4 separate regions of the Mus musculus genome follow, and regions 2, 3 and 4 are each linked to region 1. The links are chromatin contacts, called in public HiChIP or PLAC-seq maps. All regions are on one chromosome and are shown on one strand. The core of a region is the stretch at or near the end of the contact, and the rest is flanking DNA. Distances in the headings are between cores, read along the strand shown.

Region 1 (5,396 bases), core at 287-2,786:
TGCGAAATCAAGTTGGTGTGCTGGGAATCTGGAGGGTGGCAGAGGATTGTGACAAGGACCCTCTGAGCTCAATACTGGGTCTGGAGACTGGACGTATCATGGCATGGTCTGGAGATGATACTATGTGAGGGGTACCCACACCCCTTATTTATTCCTGGGCAGGACGTAAATCAGACACCCTGCAGTGCCGGGGGACGCCTGAGATGGGTGGGTGGGTGGGTGGATGGGGACATTTGTGGAAGGGAGCTATAGCAGTCTAGAGGTGTATTGTGTGTGTGAAGTGCGGGAAACCTTGAGACTTATGATGGGTGGACCGCCCCCTGCTGGACAAGAATTTTTTTTGTATTAACACTTGATATGCTAATTTATGCTGCCACTCTAATCAGAATGCTAAGTTATTCCCCAGAGGTGGGGCTGAGTGTGAGTCGTGTGTGTGTGTGTGTGTGTGTGTGTGTGTGTGTGTGATATTCAGTAGGTCAGCTCATTCTCTGGGGATCTCTTAGGGTAGAGTGTGGGAGAGAAAAGGAGGCAAGGAGGATCCTGTAGGGACGTGTGCAGGCACACGAATTCTATATCCAGACAGCAGCCAGGGGCTGAGAACAGGTAAGGTTTCCTCCCAGGATCTCAAAGCCCTTCTCTAGAAAATGAGGATAGTCCGGTTTAACCTGGAGAGAGCTGTGTTAAGCACATAGTGAGTGTTAAGTATTCACTCAACAAATATTTGTTGAACACCTGCTAAGGCAGGCTATTTATTCTTCCTAATAACAGTGCAACCACTTTATGCCTTGGTACATATCAGATCCTCTTTGTAGATATCTTCTCGGTGGAATAAATGAATTTATAGGTATCTGCCAGGTACTAATTCCAGCACTTGCCTGGTATGGCGTCACACACTAATTTCAGCACTTGGAGAGACAGGAAAAATGGCCAGTTTGGGCTGAACAGCAAGATGCTGTCCCTAAAACAGTCACTTACCCTGTTGCTATTGTAATCTTCAGTCCGTTGAGACAGGCCCAGAACGCTTAGCTTAAGTCATGCGCACCAAGTCCCACAAGCGAGGATTTGAGGCCAGGAAGAAGGAAGGCAGTTCTGTAGTCCTTCGTAGGAGTGGACTGGGGTGGCCGCGAGAGTCATCTCTCAGTCACGATGGGTTCTCTACAGCTTGGAGTGCTAGGTGGCGTTTGGCGTGCTGGTGACACAGCTGGGTGGGCACCTGCGAGGTCCCCGCGCGCCTGTGGCCGGTTGTGCGTGAAGGTGGGGTGAATGGAAGTCTGCGAGTGTAGTGTGACTATGTGTAAGCTGCCATGTGCGCGTGTGTGCGTGCATGCGTCTGTGCACGTGGGGCTGGAAGTGCGTGTGAGTGAGCGTGTGTGAACGACTGCGAGATCCTCCATCCCTCCCCCACCCCACCCCCTGGGTCGGAGGACCCGCTAGGGACTACCACTCCCGGCATGGCCTGGGCGGCCCGCCCTGCCATCCTGATTGGCTGAGATCCTCGTGCTCCCGCCCCCTGGGAATGAATGGATGGGCGGCCTCAGCGCCCGCCCGACCGCTGGGAGGACCGACCCGGCAGGGACCTGCTGGGGGCAGGACCCGGGGAGCAAGATGGCCACGGTCATCCCCAGCCCCCTGAGGTGGTGCGGGTGGGCGCGAGGCGGGGGAGTCGGCGCGGGCGGGTCTGTGCGGCCGCGCGCGCGCGTGTGTATGTGTGTGGCCGCTGGGGGTGGGGCTGGTGGGGTGTCAGGGGGCTGTCACCGCGTGCGGGGGTGCGAGTGTATGTGACTGAGGGTGTTTAGCAAGAATGATGTCCGACGCGTTGCTCCAGGACTGGGAGAGGGCGTGGGGGAGGGGTCTCCAAGGATTTTTAGGGGAAAGGGGTCATGTCCCCTCCCAGGGATGCCAGGGTTTGAGAGAGGGTACATGGTCTAGGGAAGCTGGGGCCTGGGTACACTCGAATCCACGCTACCTTTGTCTTGGGGTGTGGAGTGTGTTGAGCGACTTATACATTGCTTTTTGCTTTGTAGCTGAATGTGTGGGTATGTATAGGGTTTCTTTTATTCTGCACTACCTATCTGAGTATTTGGGTCTCGAAGTGTGTGCACATGTCTGGCGAATCTGCACCATTTATGTTCTGTGTCTTTGGATATGGACGTGTGAGGATAGGTCTAAATTTTTGTGTGAACATGAGCAGACCTGACTGCCCCTCTGTTTCCAAGGCGTGTACCTGTGTATTTGGGGATGCATTTTAAATTTGGGGTTTCTGTGTATGTGTACCCTTGAAAATCTCAGTGATGTCTTTGTATTGTGTGTTTGGCTGGAGTGTCTTTGGATGGATATGTAAGCGCATATGTAAATGTTTATAGGGTCCCTATCTTTTGACATTGTGTGACTGTTGGGATGAGTGTTGTGTGGTGTGTTTCCATGTTGTGGGTCTTTGTGGATAAGCTGTCTCTGGAACCATCTGGGTCTCTGGATACATGACATTCATAGGTAGTTCTATGGCTTTTTTTGATTTGGATTATTTGTGTTCTGCAAGAGATGTGTGTCTGTGTGACAGAGAGAATTTGTTTGCTACTCCTTTGTGAAGATTGGGATACGTTTCTCTTTGTGTGTGAATCCCGTGTGGCCATGTGCGATTTGTTTGTATTGGGTGTTTGGCTACGTTCATGTGTGGATGGGTCCCGGTATGTTTTGGTTTGTTTTTATATTGTCTGTGAACACTTCTTAACCCGAGACATAATCAAGTTTTAGGTAGCTGCTTCCCTGCCAGCACCCTGCCCCGCCCCCGGATCCAGAGGGGTGGGAGAAGATGGGGGAGGTGAAGGTGGACCTGGCCGGCTTGCCCTTTGCGGAGCAGTGGGAACGGGCAGCCGCGGGAGGGTGCTGGGCCTCCCTGCACTAGCCCTTGCTGACAGCCGCCCGCCCGCTGCTCGCCCGCCCCCACAGCCTTGGCGAGGACTTCTACCGGGAGGCCATCGAGCACTGTCGCAGCTACAACGCGCGCCTGTGTGCCGAGCGCAGCCTGCGCCTGCCTTTCCTCGACTCGCAGACCGGAGTGGCCCAGAACAACTGCTACATCTGGATGGAGAAGACCCACCGCGGGCCTGGTACTCGCCGCGAGGCTGGGGTGGGGCGGGGCCTGAGTCCGGGGACCTCACTTTCACAGCCTCTCTCCTCCAGGTTTGGCCCCGGGACAGATCTACACTTACCCCGCCCGCTGTTGGAGGAAGAAACGGAGACTCAACATCCTGGAGGACCCCAGGCTCCGGCCCTGCGAGTACAAGATCGGTGGGTGGAGCTGTGTCCCCTGCGCCTGCTGTGGCCCCAATCAAGGCCTTCAGCCCTCCCTGCTCCCCGGCTGAACTTCGTCTTTATTATCCTGAGTGTCCCTCCAGCAGACTATCTGTCCCCGGATGTCTTGAGTTACTTTCTTTGAGTGACTGAGTTGCCAGCTGTACCTGCTATGTGGGTCATGGCAAGCAGGTGTTTGGAGGACATGGTGTCATCTATGTCTAGATGTATCAAGGCTGATTGCATGTGCTTCCCAGGGAGCTGGGATACACCTGTGTCTGACTGTGTTTCTTTCTGTGGGTGCTGAGGGCTGTCTCACTGTGTATTTGTAAGAGTTAGCAACAGTTCTCCAGCTGTGGGTTGAGACCATGCACAACATATTTACATTTATGATGTATAACTATAAAAAAATTACAGTTATGAAGTAGCAACGAAATAATTTTCTGGCTGGGGGGGTCAACACAACATGAGGAACTATATTAAATTTAGGGTCACACTTTTAGGAAGGTTGAGAGCCACTCAGGGCGTCTACTTGTGACTTGTTTGTTGCTGAGTGCTTTAGGGTGCCTGTTTCTTTCTAGGTGTTTCCAAGAGAGAAAATGTGTGGGAAAATGTGTGTGTGTGTGGGGGGGGGGTAGGTCCGTGTCTGTCTATCTCTTTTGGGTGCATATCTGATTCCATCAGGGCATCCTGTTGGGGTACCATCTGTGACAGCCTTTCTGTGTTAGGTGTTTCTTCTGGAGTTTTCCAATGTGTTCAGGATAGGCAGACATTGGTTTCATCTCTTCCTCTGTCCAAATGTGTGTGTGTGTGAAGGTCTCCTTGTATCAAGGGTGCTGGAGAGCTGGCCGGCTGTGTTTTTCCCTGTATGTCAGACTGGGTTTCTCTGTGTAAGCATGTGGACACATTTGAGTGCTTCTCCTCGGGGTTGTCTGTGAGTGTCCAGGTGTACCATAGGGCGTACCTTTGTCTTCCTAATTAATGAAGGTCTAGATTTCTCTGTGGCTCTGGCTATTTCTTTCTGAGTATCTCTGTATCCAAGGGCTTAATCCTATCTCTTCTGTGTGTCCAGCTGTGTTCAAAGGTCAGCTGTGTTCCCTGTGTGGCCGGACATCTCTCTGCATGTCCTGCCTATGTGTCTGTGTGTATCCTATTCAAATGTCTATCTAACTTTCTTTGGGTATATCTGAGGGTCTAGTTGCCTTTCTACTATGCATGCAGGTATTTATGAGGGTCCATAGTGTTCCTAAGGGTTGCCAGTGTATTGGAGTCTGGTTCTGTCTTCTTTATCTAGTAGAGCTGAGGGTGTGGCTGTGCCTTCCCAGTGTATGGATATTCTTTCCAGGGCTTGAGTCGAATCCTTCTGTCCATTGTTGGCTGTGTGTGGGACAGTGTGGGAGAGCCTGTCCCTGTCGAAAGGACCATGCCCCCACCCCCACCCCCTGCAACCCGGGCACTTTGGCCACAGCCTCTTCAACTGATACCACTTTCCCTGTGGCCCGTCCCCAGATTGTGAGGCACCTCTGAAGAAGGAGGGTGGCCTCCCGGAAGGGCCAGTCCTCGAGGCTCTGCTGTGTGCTGAGACTGGAGAGAAGAAAGTGGAGCTGAAGGAGGAGGAGACCATCATGGACTGTCAGGTAAGGAGCCCCTCCCCGGCTGCAGATGCTCTCACCACTATGCCTTCCTGCTCTGAGATGCCCGGCTCCTCAGGGCCTCTGGGTACCCTATGGCCCCGATCTCCCAGAACACCTCTGCTTGTAGAAGGGTCCCTGACCTGCTCCCCCACCCTACCTGCAGCACATCAGTGCCCCCACCTTCTTGACCCCCCAATCTCCCTTCTACTGGGCCCAGAAACAGCAGTTGCTGGAGTTTCCGCATGATCTCGAGGTAGAAGACTTGGAGGAAGACATTCCCAGGAGGAAGAACAGGGCAAGAGGAAAGGTACCTTCCAGCAGCTTCCCTCCCGCCTCCTCCCCAGAGCCACGTAAAGGAGTAGAGGGCTTTGCACCCATTTTTATGGGTGAGGAAATGGAAACTCAGTGGATTATAAACTTTTTCGAAAATGGAGCTTGTGGATCAGAACTGTCTTGCAGAGCTGGGTGTGG
Region 2 (5,103 bases), core at 379-2,878, 170 kb after region 1:
TAACCAGATAACATGGCTGGGTCCTATAAACTTTATGACATTGAAACCATAATCTGACGTGTCATGAGACCTGATTTTTCTTTCTACTAATAAAAACAAAACAAAACAAAACCCACATAGAGCCTATTCTTAGTTACCAGGTCATAGGATAACAGGCAGTGGGCCAAATCCAGCCCATGGCTCTACTCTATAGTCTGTGGTATACCTACCATGTTTATATATGTGCTCGCATCCACAAGGAGCAGCTCACAGGCTGGACCTAGGGGTGTGAGCCCATTCATTACCTGAGCTAATCAGAAGGCTGGGGCAGGAGGATCTCAGGCCCAAAGCCTACAGGGCAACTCAGCTCCTGTATCAAAATGAAAGCAAAAAGGTGCTGTGCAAAGTCTATTATATATGGAAAAGAGACCAACTCTGCATTTTAAAATTCTGAACCATTTAAAATAGTGGTTTTAATTTCTTTTTGTTGTTGTTGCTAGGCACTGAAGCCAGGGCCTCACAGATCCTAAGTACCTTCTCTTCCACTAAGCATAACCCAGGGCAAAATAAAACTGTTATAAAGAAAATACTAAAGAGAAGAAGAGCCCAGGCTTTGGTACAGGAGACCAGAGACATGTTCCTAGTGCGACTCTGCACTTACTGCGCACTGAGCAAGCTTCACAACTCCCCAAGGCTCTGTGCATTAGGCCTCCTAGGGCTGCTGGGAAACTCTCTGGGTTCATGGTTCTGTACAGTAGCAGGTATCAGGAAGCGGGGTTACAATGTTCTTTGTTACCAAGGAAACTCTACTAAGTGTTACCAAGGCTATGAGCCCCCACCCTCACCAGCTGCTTGTGACTGAGGAAGCCGTTGCATCAGCATCTGCATTGCCCAGAGGTGCACCTCATAGTCGCATCTCTACATCCCAGTCAACAGAGTGTAGTTCTCCAACATGGGGTCCCTTAACTGTCACAATGGACGGACTATAGGACCCTGCATCTGAGAGATTATGCAGTCCTATTTATTAAATGCCCATGGGGCACCAGGATATGACCTCACTTTAAACTGGGTTTCTTGCCACCACCATCTGGCATAAAACTGTTTCTTTTTAGGTGCCTGCTCTTGCTGTATATTCCCACTAGTATTCCCATTCCCTGAGTGTTTGTCCCTTTACTGATGACCTCCTCAGGACCAAGAACTCCTCTTAGCTCCTGGCCTCTTCTAGCCCCTCACTTCCCAGCTGTTTCTCCACAACTGGGGCGCAGTGAAGGGGAGGTCTAGTAAACTGTTGTCCCTCCTAAGTACAAGCCATAGCCAGGGTGAAAAACTACCACATGTTGAGTCAAAGTACTGAACATGTAGGACACTTGTCCCAGCTCCTGTTCACAACTGTCCATTTTGTTTAGAGAAACTGCTGTTCCCCCTCTCCCCATAGCTCAGAGGTGAAGTGGTGTCTCAGTCAGTATTAACTGTCAGCTTGACACAGGCTAGAGTTACCTGGAAAAAAGGCTCAGTCAGGTAACTGTTGGTTTGTGGGTATGCCAATGGGAGCCTGCCTTGATTATTAATGCAGATGGGCCCAGGCCAATATGGGTTGCACCAGCCCTAGGCAGATGGGCCTGGGTCATAAACGTCAGCTGAGCATACGTCTGAGTCAGCCAGAGTGAGCCAAGACCAGTGTTCCTCTACGGTTTCTGCTTCAAGCTCTTGTCTCGAGTTCCTGCCCTGACTTACCTCAATAACGAACTGTGATCAAGAAGTATACACCATAGAAGCCTTCCCCTTCCCCAAGTCGATATTGGTCACAAGTGTTTTATCACAGCAACAAGAAGTCGAGAACAGGTTGGGGACTGCCAATCACAGGGTTCACAGACACATTTATTTAAACTGGACCAATCATTTCTTGCTCAAGAATTATAATTTTGGGCTGGAGAGATGAGAGTAAGGCTGCTCTTCCAAAGGTCCTGAGTTCAAAGCCCAGCAACCACATGGTGGCTCGCAACCACTCATAATGAGATCTGACACCTTCTTCTGGTGTGTCTGAAGACAGCTACAGTGTACTTATGGCCAGAGCAAGCAGGGACTGAGTGAGCGGGGCCAACCGGAGTGACCGGAGTTGATCAGAGCGGGCAGAGGTCCCAAAAATTCAATCCCCAACAACCCCATGAAGGCTCACAACCATCTATACAGCTATAGTGTATTCATAAAATAAAATTAAAATAAATCTTTTAAAAAAAGAATTACAATTTCAAGTTGTCAAAATACCCCACAAACAAACAAACAAAACAATGGTAATCACATAAGCAGCAAAATTAAAAATAATGGCAGCTAATACATCTTTAGCCTCATGTTCTGTACTTGGTACTGTTCTAAACTCAACTAAAAAGCCAACTTAGGGCATCCTCATGGCACCCTCCTGTTTTCAGCACCACCTCACTGCTCTCAAACCAAGTGCAAAAAAGGGCAGAAAGGGTAGGGGAGGCTGGTGTCCGCAGCCATGAGGCCAGCTGCAGAGTTCCCGCCACTCCCTGGCATAGGAGGGCCTGAACAAGCACTGGACACACTCATCCAGCTCTGCTTCGCCCTCCCTATTGTGGCCCAAGGTTGGTTTCTGTCACTTGCAACCTACAAACCTTGCTTGACAGATGACCATGGTCATGTACTTGGCCTCACACTGTGTAGACCAGCTGACTGACACTGTGGAACTGAAGTTTCTACAGACATTTCGAGAGTCTATGGTCATCTTACTACACTAGGGAAAGAAATCTCGCAGGACAAGGACAGAGCAGGAGGGAGAGCCAGGGTAAAGTCTGAGGATAGCCCTCCCTGTCAGGCTCCTGCTGGCACTTAGGGTGAACAATCTTTTGTTGCTGGACTCATCGCATGCATTATAGGTTATTTAGCACCCTTGGCCACCCAGGTCCTAAACTCTGACTGTCACCTTGGCTCACTGCAAAATCAAAACCACCTTCTCTGACCATCACGCATGAATCCTCCCACAATCCCAGGGTCTCCGTCCCTTGACCTTCCCCAAGCCCCCGTGTTTGACAGTACTGTCATCAACTCACTTTAGATTCTGACCCTAGCTGTTTTTATATGCCACAGATGTCAGTGAATCCTTGGAGCCTTGTCCCACCCAGGAGCTTCATCACATCCACTGATGCAATGGGTACCACACCTCAAGCAACAGAGGAGGAGACCGAGTACGGACCGCAGCTGAAAGGTAGGAGGAGCCCCTCTGTACAGCCGTGTCCCGGGGACACTGAAGTGGGCCTTATTACACAGCGTCTGGGCCTTCCCAAGAGTCCCGGGGGTACCCTGCTCTATCTCTGCTACCATTCAGCCCTAAGCCTCAGAGCAAACGTGTCTCAGGCTGTCATGTCCTCCCCCACCACTGGGGTCTACACACCACCAGTCCTCCACACGCTGTGTCTTCCTGGCTCTCTCAGTGTTCCCTCCTTCGTGGTATGCCTCATGGCTCTTATGGTGGTTTGAATAGGAATGGCCCCAAAGGCTCACAGATTTGAATGGTTGGTCACCAGGGCGTGGCACTATGAGGAGGTGTGACCTTGTTGGAGAAAAGATGGTACTAGGGAGTGGGTTTTGAGGTTTCAAATGTCCAGAGGCTCACTTGCTCTTCTTGCTGCCTTCCGATCCAGACGTTGAACTCTCAACTACCTTTCCAGCAACATGTCTGCCTGCGTGCCCACAAGGCTCCGGTTAAATGCTTTATTTTATAAGAGGTGCTGTGATCAAAGTATCTCTTTAAAGCAATACAACTTTGACTAAGATGTTTGGGTTTAGGCAAGCTACTTGTTGAACATACGTGTTTCCTGCCTCTTCCTCCAGACTCAGCTTCAGGAGGGCAGTCACTGGCTTAATGATGTCCCCGTGTCTCGAAGGTCAGGTAGGGCACCTGAGATACACTGTGTGTGTGCTGATCAGTGAGCTAACTCCCTTCCGTCCCCTTTCTTTTTTACAGTGCTGGTGACAGAACACAGAGACTCACACACGGCAATCAAACTACAGCCCCAGTCAAAATCCCTTTAAAGTTTCATGTTTAGAACTAGAGCAACAAAATACTGACTCCTAAAACCTGAAACCGCGTGAAAGGCTGACCTAGAATCCGGGGGCATCAACAAGAGCCCCTGGCTCTGTGAGCCCTGGAGGGCAGAGACACACTAGAGGTGCTGGAGGAGCAGCAGGGAGGCCAGGCCAGGCATGAATTCAAAACTGCAAAAGCCATCATTAAAAACAAAGACCACAGAGCTGGTGAGGTGGCTCATCAGGGAAAGGTGTGCGCCGCCAAGACTGATAACCTGGGCTTGACACTCAGGACCCACGTGGTGGAAGGAGAGAACTGACTCCTGCAGGTTTTCTCCTGCTCTCGATAGGTGTGCCGTGGGGCACATATGGCCGCTCACACAAAACAAACAAAAACTATCAAGGGTTGGGGTGGGAGAGGTGGCTCAGCGGCCAGGAGCACTTGTTGCTCTTGCAGAGGACTGGGGTTCAGTTGCCAGCACCCACATGGTGGTTCACAACCATCTGTAATGTGAGTGCAAGGGAATCTCTCCTGCCCTCCAAGGGCACCGGGCACACACGTGGTATACCCGCATGCATGCAGGCAAAACATTCATACACATAAAATGAAAACAAATAAATCTTAAAAAAGAAAAAGAAAAAAAAAGACTAGCTATGGCACATGGCTGTAATCTCAGCTCCTGGTAGGCTGAGACGAGAGAATCAGGAATTCAACTCCAGCCTGAGCTACATAGGAGTTCAAGGCCAGGGAATTACAGGAGACCCTGACTCAAAAAAGAGAGGTCAGGAAACGGTTTAGATGTTCCTGCTGCCAAGCCTGACAGTCTGAGCTCAATTCCCAGAGCCCTCGTGGTGGAAGAAGAGAACTGACTCCCGAAAGTTGTCCTGTACCCTCCACTGCACACACATGTACACACACACACAAGAGTAAAATGTAAGATAAACTTTAAAAATATGTAAGTACCAGGGAAATAAAAGAAACACAGCCTGCTCTGTGCAGAATGCTAAGCTATTTGCTCGGGCACTTTGCCTTCGCCCCAGGATGGTACCATTTACCTGAGACAAGGGCTACAAAGCCTC
Region 3 (5,330 bases), core at 740-3,239, 190 kb after region 1:
CAGATGAAGAGAATCAACAGGGAAGCCGGGTTTCATAGCACACACCTTTATTCTAAGCACTTGGGAGGCAGAGGCAGGCAGATCTCTATAAATTCCAGACCAGCAGGGAGGGGGAGGAGGGAGAGAAGGGAGGGCCATAACATCCCCTGGGCAGGAACTAGGTGGCAGGTCAGGCCACAGATGGCAAGATGGAGGGAAGATGCACATTTTACACGTTTCCGTTCCACTGTTGGAACTGTGTGGCTTCTCAAGATTTAAACTCCTTGTTATAAAGCCTAAACTCAAAGTGTGCGGTGACGAGTTTTAATTCGTGCACCTGAGGATGATCAGTGAGCATGGAAGCAAAACCACACTTGTGGGTGGGTGACAGTCTCCTCTGAGACACCAAGTAAACCATGGATCGCTGGCTGCGCACTGGGGAAGGTGGCGAGAAGGATTTGACGGACGTGAGAAAACCTTCAGCCCATCCGTTCAGCAAGTCGAAGGTCAGAGCCTAGCCACACCTCATCAGAGCCACGTGTAGAGTATACCCAGGCCAGCAGTGGTAAAGTCCCTGCTTTCTGCCCTGTAATAAAGACCGTAATAAAAGTCATGTCAGGATCTGGGTTATCAGGGAAGATATCAGGCAATGCCGCTGGTATGCTTCATCCTACTCTGAATCCGTGTAAGACATGGACATTCTCCACAGGCTGTGGTGACACTGTAGACTGAAGGCTGTGGCTGAAGGGAAGGAGAAATGGGTCTCTCCACAGCCAGCAGCTTCTACTTCCAGCCCCAAGTAGTGAACAGTAAAGAGAGCATCACTTCTCTGGGGCTCAATGCCCCTTCTCGGCAAAGGGTGAAATAAAGAGTATATGAAGCCAGGAGGTGGCACATGCCTGTAATCCCAGGGCTAGAGAGGTGCAGGCAGGAGGATGAGGAGTTCAAAGCCATCTTGGCTAGATACCAAGTCTGAAGCCAGCCCTACATGAAGGCTATCCACTATGTGTCTGGCTGTCTGTGTGTGTGTGTGTGTGTGCGTGCGTACACTGATGTGAGAAACCACATCAACCCATGTCAAAGGAGACTGGGAATACCTGGTGGTTGTGGTGCATGCCTTTAATTCAGCACTTAAGGGGCAGAGGCAGGGGGATCTCTGTGAGTTCAAGGTCAGCCTGAGTTCAGGACAGCCAGGGCTACACAGAGAAACCCTGTCTTGGAAAGGTGGGGGATGGGGGGAGGCATGGAGGCTGTGGTTACTGTGTTAAGTGGCATTACTCGCAAACCAGGTCTGAACTCTCTGGATAATGCTCTACCCTTCTCACTACCCTTTCTGTCAATTCCCCGTCAAGTTCACCTCCACAGCACCAAAGCCAGCACTCTGACCCTGCACTGTACCTTCCCCTTCAGCTGGCCCAGGCTGCCTCAAAGCCCCTCCTTGGTGTTTCTTTGGGTAGCCAGAAGACAAAGGAGAGGCGACTCACACACTCCACCAGGCCCTCACCGTGGCCCTTCTGCTGCCTCCTCCAGCTCCAGCCACACCAAAAGCACTCCTGCTTCAGGACCTTGCACCTGCTCTTGTGAGAAAAGCTCTTCAGCTGACTTTTATGAGGGCGGTCCACCTCAGTGGATGTGTCCCAACCCTGGCCAGAGGGAAGCACCCCCCCCAACCCCCAGTGTGTCCCTTGCCATTCTGCTTTAATGACTTCCCAGTGTTACTCATCCCTGCCATTACCTTATTAGTCATTTACTCCTGGTTATCTGTACCCCTCGCCCTGAGCATAAACCTCGGGCTCTGTCCCCAGGTCCTGAAACATTTGTAAAGCTCAAGGAATATTTACGAAATATGTCAACAACCCAATGGATTAATACACGGCCCTTCGCTGCACATCCAACACTCCCCTCCCACTCTCTAGAAGCCAAGAGGCTCTTGGGGATTGGGTAGGACAATGCATAACTGGTCCCAAAGCATCCAAATGATTCTAAGCATGCTATTGCTCTAAAGAATCCATGACCCAGATAACGAGCCCAGGGTCAGAGTTCCCCCTGGCCAGGCCACTTAGCAGGAATGGCCTCTCTCCACCAGAGCAGAGCCCTTCATTGTTCTGTCAGGTTGGAAAGCCTCTTCAGAAGCAGCACAATACTCAGAAGCCTCTTGACCCAAGTAGGAAGAATGAAACCTTGGCTCCTGGGCAGACCCTCACAGACTCCCAAAGTCAGAAAACATATTGGGGGTGGGGGATGGGTACTGTCAACAGCCTAGAGTTTCTTCTTAGTGATGCCGGCTGACTGGCAAAACCAAAGGTCCCACCTGGCCAAAGGTGAGGCTTGGGGTAACCACACCTGCCCAGGGGACAGCTGGGTCGAGTATCTGGGTGTGCAGTATCAAGGTCCTGTAAAGATCGAAGGAACGAACATAAAACCCTCAGGAAGATTGTAATCACGGTTCCAGATTGTGCAGATTAGAAACCAGGCTGCTGGTTCAGTCCTCATTTCTAATGTAAGCAAAGGTTCAAAAGAGCCAGACCCCAGGGGGCAGGGGAGTGGGGATGAATAATACATGTGGTTTCTCCTTCCAGCACAAGTCCAGCGAGATGGAGAGGGCATATTATAATGTCACAATGCTGGCAGACCGCCAATGACAAAACAGACCTAGGCAACAGTCACCCACGGCCACTAACACAGAAGACAATGGACTTCTCCATGGTACCTACTGGATACAGGCACCGCAACACCAGGAGTTGGCCATGCCCTTCCTGCCAAAACAATGCGTGCATGTGCATATGTGAGCATGTGTGCACACGTGTACACCTGCTGTGTATCAAAGCTGAAGTTCACTTGGTCTTCAGGTGTACACGTGTGCACAAATGTAAACCCAGCTACTCATTTACAGCAAACACAGGGAAAGCACGGTCCACTCTAGACTTCCCTGTATACAGAACAAATGACGCAGCTCTCTTCATCAGGTCAGCTGCCAGAAAGCACAGATATGGTGGCATAACCTGTAATCCTAGACTGAGGCAGCAAAGTCTTGAGTTCCAGGCCAGCCTAGGGGTTAAAGCAAGTAAAAGCCAAAGTGCGGGGTTGGGTAGAAGGGTCAGAGGGTCAGGTCACTTGCTGTACAACTATGAGGACCTAAGATCATCAAATCTCTACTATCCACAGAAAAGCCACATAATGTGTGCCTGTAATCCCTGAGAGTTAGCCGGTCTAGCCTAGCCAAAACTTCAGGCTTCTAATTAAAAGAGAGACCCTGTCTTAAGGAAATAAAAGAGAAAAATAAAGATACTAGGTGCCCTGCCCTCGCACATATGCGCAAACCTACACACACACACACAGACACACACACACAGCCCAAGATAGGAGAAAGAGAGGATGCTCTTCCCTATAAAAGATTAAGAGAAATTTAACAGGGTTGGGAACCAGTCCAGGGGAACTGGTGGTGGAACAAACAGGTTCTACAAAGACAGTGAGGGACCTAAGTGTTAACACTGCCCAACCCAGATGATGTAAAAACTTATTCTGAATTATCTTAATCACAACGACGATAGTCCTGTCTTTAAAGAAGCCTTATCTTATAGGGACAAACACTGGCTATGTTTACAGCAATAGAGGATTCTGAATATACAGGTTACAGGGTGACAATGCTGGAAGCTTTAAAGCTTTAAACTTAGGGTGACTTGGGATCACTTTCCCACCTGTGTGCACCGCCCCCCCCCCGCCTCCTTCTCAGTGCCCAGCCCAAGGCTCACCTCACCCTGGTGAGCCCTAAGAGCTCGGGTGTTCTGCCCCTCACCTCTCCACACACAGGGTCACCATTCTCCCTCCCACGCCCCAGGCACCATCTCCCCTCAGGCCCTCTGTGCTGCCTCTATCTTACACCCCAGTGTTCTTCTTCCCCTAGCTATCCAGTGCTCCGGTGTCATCCCAGAGAGGCTTTCCCCAAGCATGGCACTGGAGCCCGCCCAGTCCAAGCCTTTTTCTTGCCTGCCACGCTTTCCGATGGCTCCCTTTACAACAGGTCTATATACAACCAGGGACAGGAAGTTTGTTTCACACAGTGCCATCTCCCCAGCCCCCACATCAACTAGCTCCTCTCTCAGGTGCTTGGTCAGTATTTGTGGAATAAAGTTAAGAATAAAAAAGGGCAACATATAAAGCTCCCATCCTGATATCTGCAAACCCTTCATTTTCAGTAGGGTGTGGTGGCATATACCTATAAACCCAGCCTCAGGAGGAGGAGCAGGAGTTCCAGTCCTGTCCGGCCTACATGAGATCTTCTTTGAGGGACAACAAGCTCCATGCTTAGGACAGACTACAGATTAGTAAAGTTGTTAGTTGCTTATGCTACTGTTTGAACTCTTCTGTTACCTTAGGAAGAAAATCTAATCCGTAGGTGTAATGGCGGCGTATGCCGTTAACTCCACACTCGGGAGGCAGAGGCAGGTGGGCCGCCTCTGTGAGTTTGAAGCCAGCCTGGTCTACAGAGTGAGTTCCAGGACAGCCAGGGCTACACAGAGAAATTCTGTCTGGAAAAACAAACAAAACAAAACCAAAAGAATAAATGAATAAACCCTTGAAAAAGTGGCCCAAAATGCACAGCAGTGTGGAGAGGAAGGAAACAAGAGTGGCCTTGCCTTACACATCTTCAGAACACTGCAAATTCACCACAGGAAGACTTCGTGTCCGTTACACTAGGAAAGCTTTACCCAACCGACTGAGACAAGACACAGATCAAAGGAAACTCAAACCCCTCATACGTCCTTGGTGAAAACGTATAGTGGGCAAAGAGATTATATCTAACATGCCCAGCAATCTCAAACTTCCTGTCCATGTACACCTAGTAATAAGTTGAGTAACACATGGTGAGCAAAAGCAACCATGAAAACCAATAGAATACCTGTTGCCATGGAAATGACTACAGCAAGAATGTCCGGTGGGTGAGATAGCTCAGCAGGTGAGGTCATCCAACATTGGGTCAAACCCTGAGGTCAATCCCCAGAACCAACTCCCACAAACTGTCCTCTGACCTCCAAATGTGTACCACACCATTATATGTGCCTACACACACATACAACATACACACATAAATAAAACAAATATCATGAATAGCAAAGAACATGACTAAAACAGAAGTGCAGTCTAGTGGTTTAAAAAAAAAAAAAATGACCTACGGCTACATCTGTCCGGATAAATCTTAGAATTGTATTAAGCAAAAAAACATGATTTTGAAAAATACCTACATATGTTCCATTTTGTTTTGATTTTTTTTTTTTTTTTTTTTTTTTTTTAAAGATTTTATTTATTTATTTATTATATGTAAGTACACTGTAGCTGTCTTCAGACACTCC
Region 4 (5,281 bases), core at 2,680-5,179, 150 kb after region 1:
CACAATCCCCATCAGCCACGGTTTTGTTTCCCGTGTAAGCTGCGCACCTGCCTATATTCTATCACTGGGAAGCTGGGGATACAGTAATAAACCCTTGTCTACCTTCACAAGGGTTTAGGTTTGCTCCCCAGCACTGCAAAAATACAAGAAAATATACAAATTCCACAGATAGATTTTAATTATCAATGCTTGAAAATATTAGGTACTCAACAAAAGGTTGGAATCATGGCTCTGGTACATATATAAAATGCACACTACACAACAAGCTGGTACTCAACTTGGAACCAACCAAAGCCTCATGATGGTTGGGTCTTGACTGCGGAGGCTCTACACTAGATGTGAGCCTTGGCCAAAAGACACTATCTAAGGCTGTGTCACCACCACCCAAGGGAGAAAAGACAGCAGTGAGACGGGGCTGGTAGGACACTGCTCTCCCCTTTCCTCAACTGTGAAATGGGGACAGAATCTATTATTGGTCTCTGAGGCTGGTTGTGTGGATCTAACGGAATGATACAGTGATTTAACATAGCAGCTAGCACTTATGACTCAGCGCATAAGGGTCCTCATCACTGTATGCTGCCGAGTGGGAATCACTTGAAGGTGGTGTATGAAAAGCTCCACTTACTGGGAATTAGCCATTCCAAAGGTAACTATGGGCTGGCAAGATGGCTCAGCAGCTCAGGGTGTTTGCCACCTAAGTCTAGTGACCTGAGTTTGATCTCCAGAATCCATGTAAAAGAGGAGGACAAAATTGACTCCACAAAGCTGTCCTCTAGTGGCCACATGTGTCCATATATGAGGGCAGGGTAGAAATAACGAAGTAAAACCAGAAGGTGGCCAGATGTAGTGACTCACACCTGGAATCCCAGCAGGAGGATCAGTACAGATCTGAGGCCAGCCCGGATCTGAGTCAGAGTGAGGCACTGAGAAGAACAGACACTCGAGCTGGAGGGATGCCACGGAGGTTAAGAGCACTTGCTGTCCTTCAGAGCACCGAGGTCCCAGCACCCACATCAGGCCACTCCCAACTACTACAGCTTCAAGGGACCTGAGGTCCTTCTGTGGCTTCCTTGGACACCACACTCATGTTGTGTACACACACACACACACACACACACACACACACACACACACACTTTAAAGCAGTGATTCTCAACCCTTCTAACGCTGTGACCCTTTAATAAAGTTCCTCATATGGTGGTGACCCCCAACCATAGAATTACTGTCATCGCTACCTTATAACTGTAATTTTGCTACTGTTAGGAGTCATAATTTAAGTATCTGTTTCCCCATAGTCTTAGGTGACCCCTGTGAAAGCATCATTTGATCCCCAAAGGGTTGCAACCCAAAGGCTAAGGAACATAAAAAGAAAGCAAAGGAAAAGGAAACTCATAAAGGTGATTGTTTTTATTATGTGACTGTCAGTGGTAAGATCAACCCTAATCCAAAAATTCTTCAACTCCCAAAAAGTGCTGAGAAGACACACGCGGACAATCCGATGCCTGACCTGAAGTCGCAGCCAACGCTGGCGTGCTTATGTTACATAAAACGGCTCCCAGGTTATTTGGATCAAGAGGTATTTCAAACAGAAGTGAATTTGGTGTTCACACTTGGTTTCCACTCAGAAGATAGCTCACATATATTCAGATATTCCAAAATCTGCAACATTTCTGGTCTCAAGCACTCTGGATAAAAGACCCTTGGGGGCTCAGAAAAAGCTCAGAGGTCAGCTTTACCTAGCATGCTCAAGGCTGTTTTCAAGCCAGGTACCGAAATTAACAAACAAACCAACCAACCAACCACTTTTAAAGGGGTATTCTACCTCTGTGATCATGTCGGTTCTCCCCACGTCCAAGTTAAAGTAAGGCACATCTTGGGAAACAGTTACGCCATTCACCAAAGGGGCTTGGACCTTGCCTTTAGGGGGCTGACGTTACAGAGGTGGGGTCCTGACGATGCAGGTTTCATAGCTCAGAGAAGAGGCTGGGCTGCGGGGGAGGGGGAAGCAGGCCCTTTGGAGTGCTGTGTGAGGGGGATCTAAAGGAGGCGTTGGCATTAGTCTGGTCAGAGGACTAAGGGAAGGAGAACCCATGGACAAAAAGGAGTGGCCCAGGAAGAGAAAGTAAACGTCACGCATAGGACAGCAGAGGGTCAGGATGCAGAGGGCAGGTGCAGAGTCCTACAGGACTGGGCTAGGATGGGTGGTGGGCAGAGGTCACAGCAAACTAGGCTTGGTGGGCCACAGTGCAGCGATGACCTGCCCACAAGAGGTCACTTCTAGAATCTGAGAAATGAATGGGTCACTCTCAGCCTGCAGCAGAGCATCTGTGAATCAAAGCTGTAGGGTGACTGCAGTCAAGAAGTGTGACCCAGCATCTGTCCTTCAGAGTACTGCTCACATGATCCCGGGTCACGGGGCCTATAAAGAGGACAGAGCAGGCAAGCCTACAGGAGACGTCAGGGGCTATGCCCTCGATGGAAAGCACTCACTTTAGCCGAGCCTACTGTACACTACAGCTCACGCCTCGGCCCCAGACAGTCCACGGAGAGACACCTTCAGGTCCTCAGGTTATTCTGGGTACTGTCTGAGAACGACTCTCCGGAAGGAAGGCTGATGCAAGGTGTGTGCAGCTTGTAGATGGCCAGGCCTCCTCTGCAGTACCAGGAAAGGCAGGAAGCAAGTCTTCCTGGGGGACAGTGAGTAACACAGAGATGCGGGGAGGGCTCCGTGAGGAAGAGCATACTCATGTTCTGATCCCAAGGCATTTGGGGATGCCCCCCAGCATCTGGGTTCAGGATGGGCTCTATTATCACAGCCACACCCCCTCTAGCTACCGTGATTGTTTCTAGGAAAGCCATACCAGCAACACGCGCCATCAGACATACCACCAACACGCGCCATCAGACATACCAGCAACACATGTCATCAGAGAGGAGCTCAGAAGCTCTGCATCACAGCGGACAGATAACTAACCTCTTAGGACAGGGACAGGGTCATACAACTCCAGCCTCTTGGGAGGCCAGGGTGGTAGGCAATGCTGAAATAATTGGTTCCTCTGAACCAATGAAGGCATAGAAACAAAGTAGGTCACTGGGAACAGTCCCGCCTTCCTGACTAACCACCACAGACACTGGCTCCGCCTCTGGGTTTCTGGAGTACATCCTCACCTTCACTCATTTGTTCGAGGTCTGGTTGCTACTTTTTACCTGCAACCAAGGAACTGCCTGCCTGGTCCATAGACTTTTCTGAGGCCCAGCTCTGGTTCTCTGAGCCACATCAGCATCTTCTGGTTAAATCCCCTCCTTTTGCCTAAACGGCTGCTGTGGAGAAATCTGGCCAACAACTTAGCTTACCCCCTGCTGCAGCTTCCCCAGCTGTAAAATAGGGAAATTATAAACACTTGATCAAATTGTTAAAAGGATTAAAAATTATTTAAAGATGCCTGAGCACACTTGAGCTCAGTCATGTGTGTGCCACACGACATTTTAGCATAGATCATGGTGGCCCCGTGAGATTGTGCTGCCTGAAGCCTCCACAGCCATCTCGTGTGACGACAGTGGACAATGCTGGTTAGCAGAACAAAATTATTCTACAATGAACAGTTTCAGTCCAAGGGAGCAGGGAGCCACGGACCTCCCTCATCTTGGTGGCAGTTCCTTTGTTTAGGTCAGAGAGCCCTTTCTTCTCTGTGGCCAAGAACAGTGAGCACAGTTTCCGCCAGAAGGGTGACAAATCAGCCTTGGTGGGGGGTCTGAATAAAACGCCGGCCATTGGCTTCCCCAGGAGCAGGGTGGTAGAGGAAGCTCTCATGAGCTCATGTCTCCATCAGACACAAGCTGGACTCTAGTGTTTCCAAGCACAGGCAGAGGCTTGCTGGCACCATCCTGAAAGACAGCATGCTGGGACGGAGAGAAACTGTGACACGGCAGGTTCTACAACTGCCTCTGGCTGGAGGAGGCTCTCCCGCTGGATTCTAGCCACATCCGCCCTCAGGCAGCTACAAGGCAGCAGGAAAAAGGGACCCCGCCACGTCTGTATTTACAGCTGGGAACTGGCACCAGCATGGGAAACTCGCAAATAAACTCAGTCAGGAAGTGAGAGGTGGAGGGTGCTTCCATGGCAACGCCCATCTGGAGATTCCGGACCACAGCTGGAAGCGCTCAGGGGAGAGAGATGGACATAGCACTCCTTCTTCTGGTTTGCACCGGACTTTGATACATATGTTACTCTTCCTAGGGCAGCCTCTGTGAGCCTCTTCTTGTTCTACAGCTCAAAAGGCCCACTCACTGTCTGAACACTTCTGCAGATGGCTGCATGTTTCTGGTCTTTTCCTCCAGACTGTCTGCCTTGCTCATCACTCCTGACCTGGAAGAAGTGTCCAGCTGAAGAGGAACTGTCTTCTTCATGTTTACTGTTATTCATAGCACCAACTTACTCTCCACGGAGAATGAGCACAGCAGGGAACAGAATGCTTGCTACAGTAGTGAAGGTCACCCCCGTGTCACTTGACAAAATGAGATTCTTATCAACAAGCACAGTCGGGGAAAAATGGAAACCCGGACCCCCAGAATGAAGTTGAACCCTTATCCTACACCAGATGCAAAATGTAACTCAGAATGCACGTGAGATCCTGGTGTGAGAGCCGAACCCACAGAAGCCTTAGAAGACACAGGGAAAGGCTTCGTGGCTCTGAACCAGGCAGCAATTTCTCCATTACAATATCCAAAGCACAGACAGCAACAATAACAAAAAAGACCCAACATATCTGAAAGTCGTTTGTGTATTAAAACACTATTCTACTGAATAGTGGGTAGAAAAGCTGCCATGGGATGGGAGAAAGTATCTGCAAGTCACCGATCTGGTGAGAGGTTAGGGCCAGCAAGAGGGCTCAGTGGGTGAAGGGTGCCATGTAAACCTAGCAACCTGAGTTCGATTCCCAGAACTCACCTAAAGGTGGAGGGAAGAAACAAGTCTACAGAATTGTCCTCTGACCAAGATTGAATAAAACTTTACTTGACAGATGTAATTGTCTCAAAGGCTTAGGGCTGAATAAGCTCACCCTTTCTAGTTCTTTCTGAACTCTGGTTCACTGGTTCAACTCAGCTGTTCTGGCTCAAACTGACTGATTCAATCTGGCGTCTCTCCGCTTCTCAATGAACTGTTCTGCTTAGTCTCAAACTAACTTGGCAGTTGTTTTAATTTTCTGGCTCTCTTATTCTCTGGCTTCGACTGCTTCTGCTGACCTGCACTGAACTGCATAGACTCAAAAACTCAGCTCCG

Evidence for each region. HiChIP or PLAC-seq counts read pairs in DNA pulled down with a chosen protein or histone mark.
Region 2: a contact with region 1 is called in an HNF4G HiChIP or PLAC-seq map of pancreatic cancer cells. The contact joins the enhancer-like site here to the promoter of Dpf1 in region 1. A contact is called at or near these places in 1 of 484 Hi-C or Micro-C datasets (cortical neurons) and 8 of 115 datasets of contacts at active chromatin or transcription factors (the SCID.adh cell line, bone marrow-derived macrophages, embryonic stem cells and 2 more).
Region 3: a FOXA1 HiChIP or PLAC-seq map of pancreatic cancer cells shows a contact between it and region 1. The contact joins the enhancer-like site here to the promoter of Dpf1 in region 1. A contact is called at or near these places in 2 of 484 Hi-C or Micro-C datasets (embryonic stem cells and uterus), 15 of 115 datasets of contacts at active chromatin or transcription factors (the SCID.adh cell line, T-cell acute lymphoblastic leukemia, bone marrow-derived macrophages and 8 more) and 2 of 9 other capture datasets (embryonic stem cells and pancreatic islet).
Region 4: a contact with region 1 is called in an HNF4G HiChIP or PLAC-seq map of pancreatic cancer cells. The contact joins the enhancer-like site here to the promoter of Dpf1 in region 1. A contact is called at or near these places in 4 of 484 Hi-C or Micro-C datasets (cerebral cortex, cortical neurons, embryonic stem cells and 1 more) and 5 of 115 datasets of contacts at active chromatin or transcription factors (bone marrow-derived macrophages, embryonic stem cells, extraembryonic endoderm stem cells and 1 more).

Annotation. Positions count from the first base shown.
Region 1 is chr7:29,306,465-29,311,860 of GRCm38.p6, forward strand. It overlaps Dpf1 (D4, zinc and double PHD fingers family 1), which reads left to right and starts at 1,537. Exons shown (of 12, transcript NM_001368371.1): 1 at 1,537-1,634; 2 at 2,947-3,107; 3 at 3,181-3,288; 4 at 4,801-4,928; 5 at 5,143-5,232. The coding sequence starts at 1,606.
Region 2 is chr7:29,471,778-29,476,880 of GRCm38.p6, forward strand. All of the region lies in intron 2 of Sipa1l3 (signal-induced proliferation-associated 1 like 3), which reads right to left. Among named protein-coding and RNA genes, the nearest start is that of Sipa1l3, 31 kb to the right of the region's middle. Within about 2 kb of position 1,629, at least 7 of the 459 cell types and tissues checked have an H3K27ac peak or open chromatin away from gene starts, as enhancers often do. A contact at or near this core is called in pancreatic cancer cells, where this site is marked.
Region 3 is chr7:29,494,517-29,499,846 of GRCm38.p6, forward strand. All of the region lies in intron 2 of Sipa1l3 (signal-induced proliferation-associated 1 like 3), which reads right to left. Among named protein-coding and RNA genes, the nearest start is that of Sipa1l3, 8.3 kb to the right of the region's middle. Within about 2 kb of position 1,990, at least 47 of the 459 cell types and tissues checked have an H3K27ac peak or open chromatin away from gene starts, as enhancers often do. A contact at or near this core is called in pancreatic cancer cells, where this site is marked.
Region 4 is chr7:29,449,507-29,454,787 of GRCm38.p6, forward strand. The region is part of intron 2 of Sipa1l3 (signal-induced proliferation-associated 1 like 3); the gene reads right to left. Among named protein-coding and RNA genes, the nearest start is that of Sipa1l3, 53 kb to the right of the region's middle. Within about 2 kb of position 3,930, at least 146 of the 459 cell types and tissues checked have an H3K27ac peak or open chromatin away from gene starts, as enhancers often do. A contact at or near this core is called in cerebral cortex, pancreatic cancer cells and stem cell-derived neural progenitor cells, where this site is marked.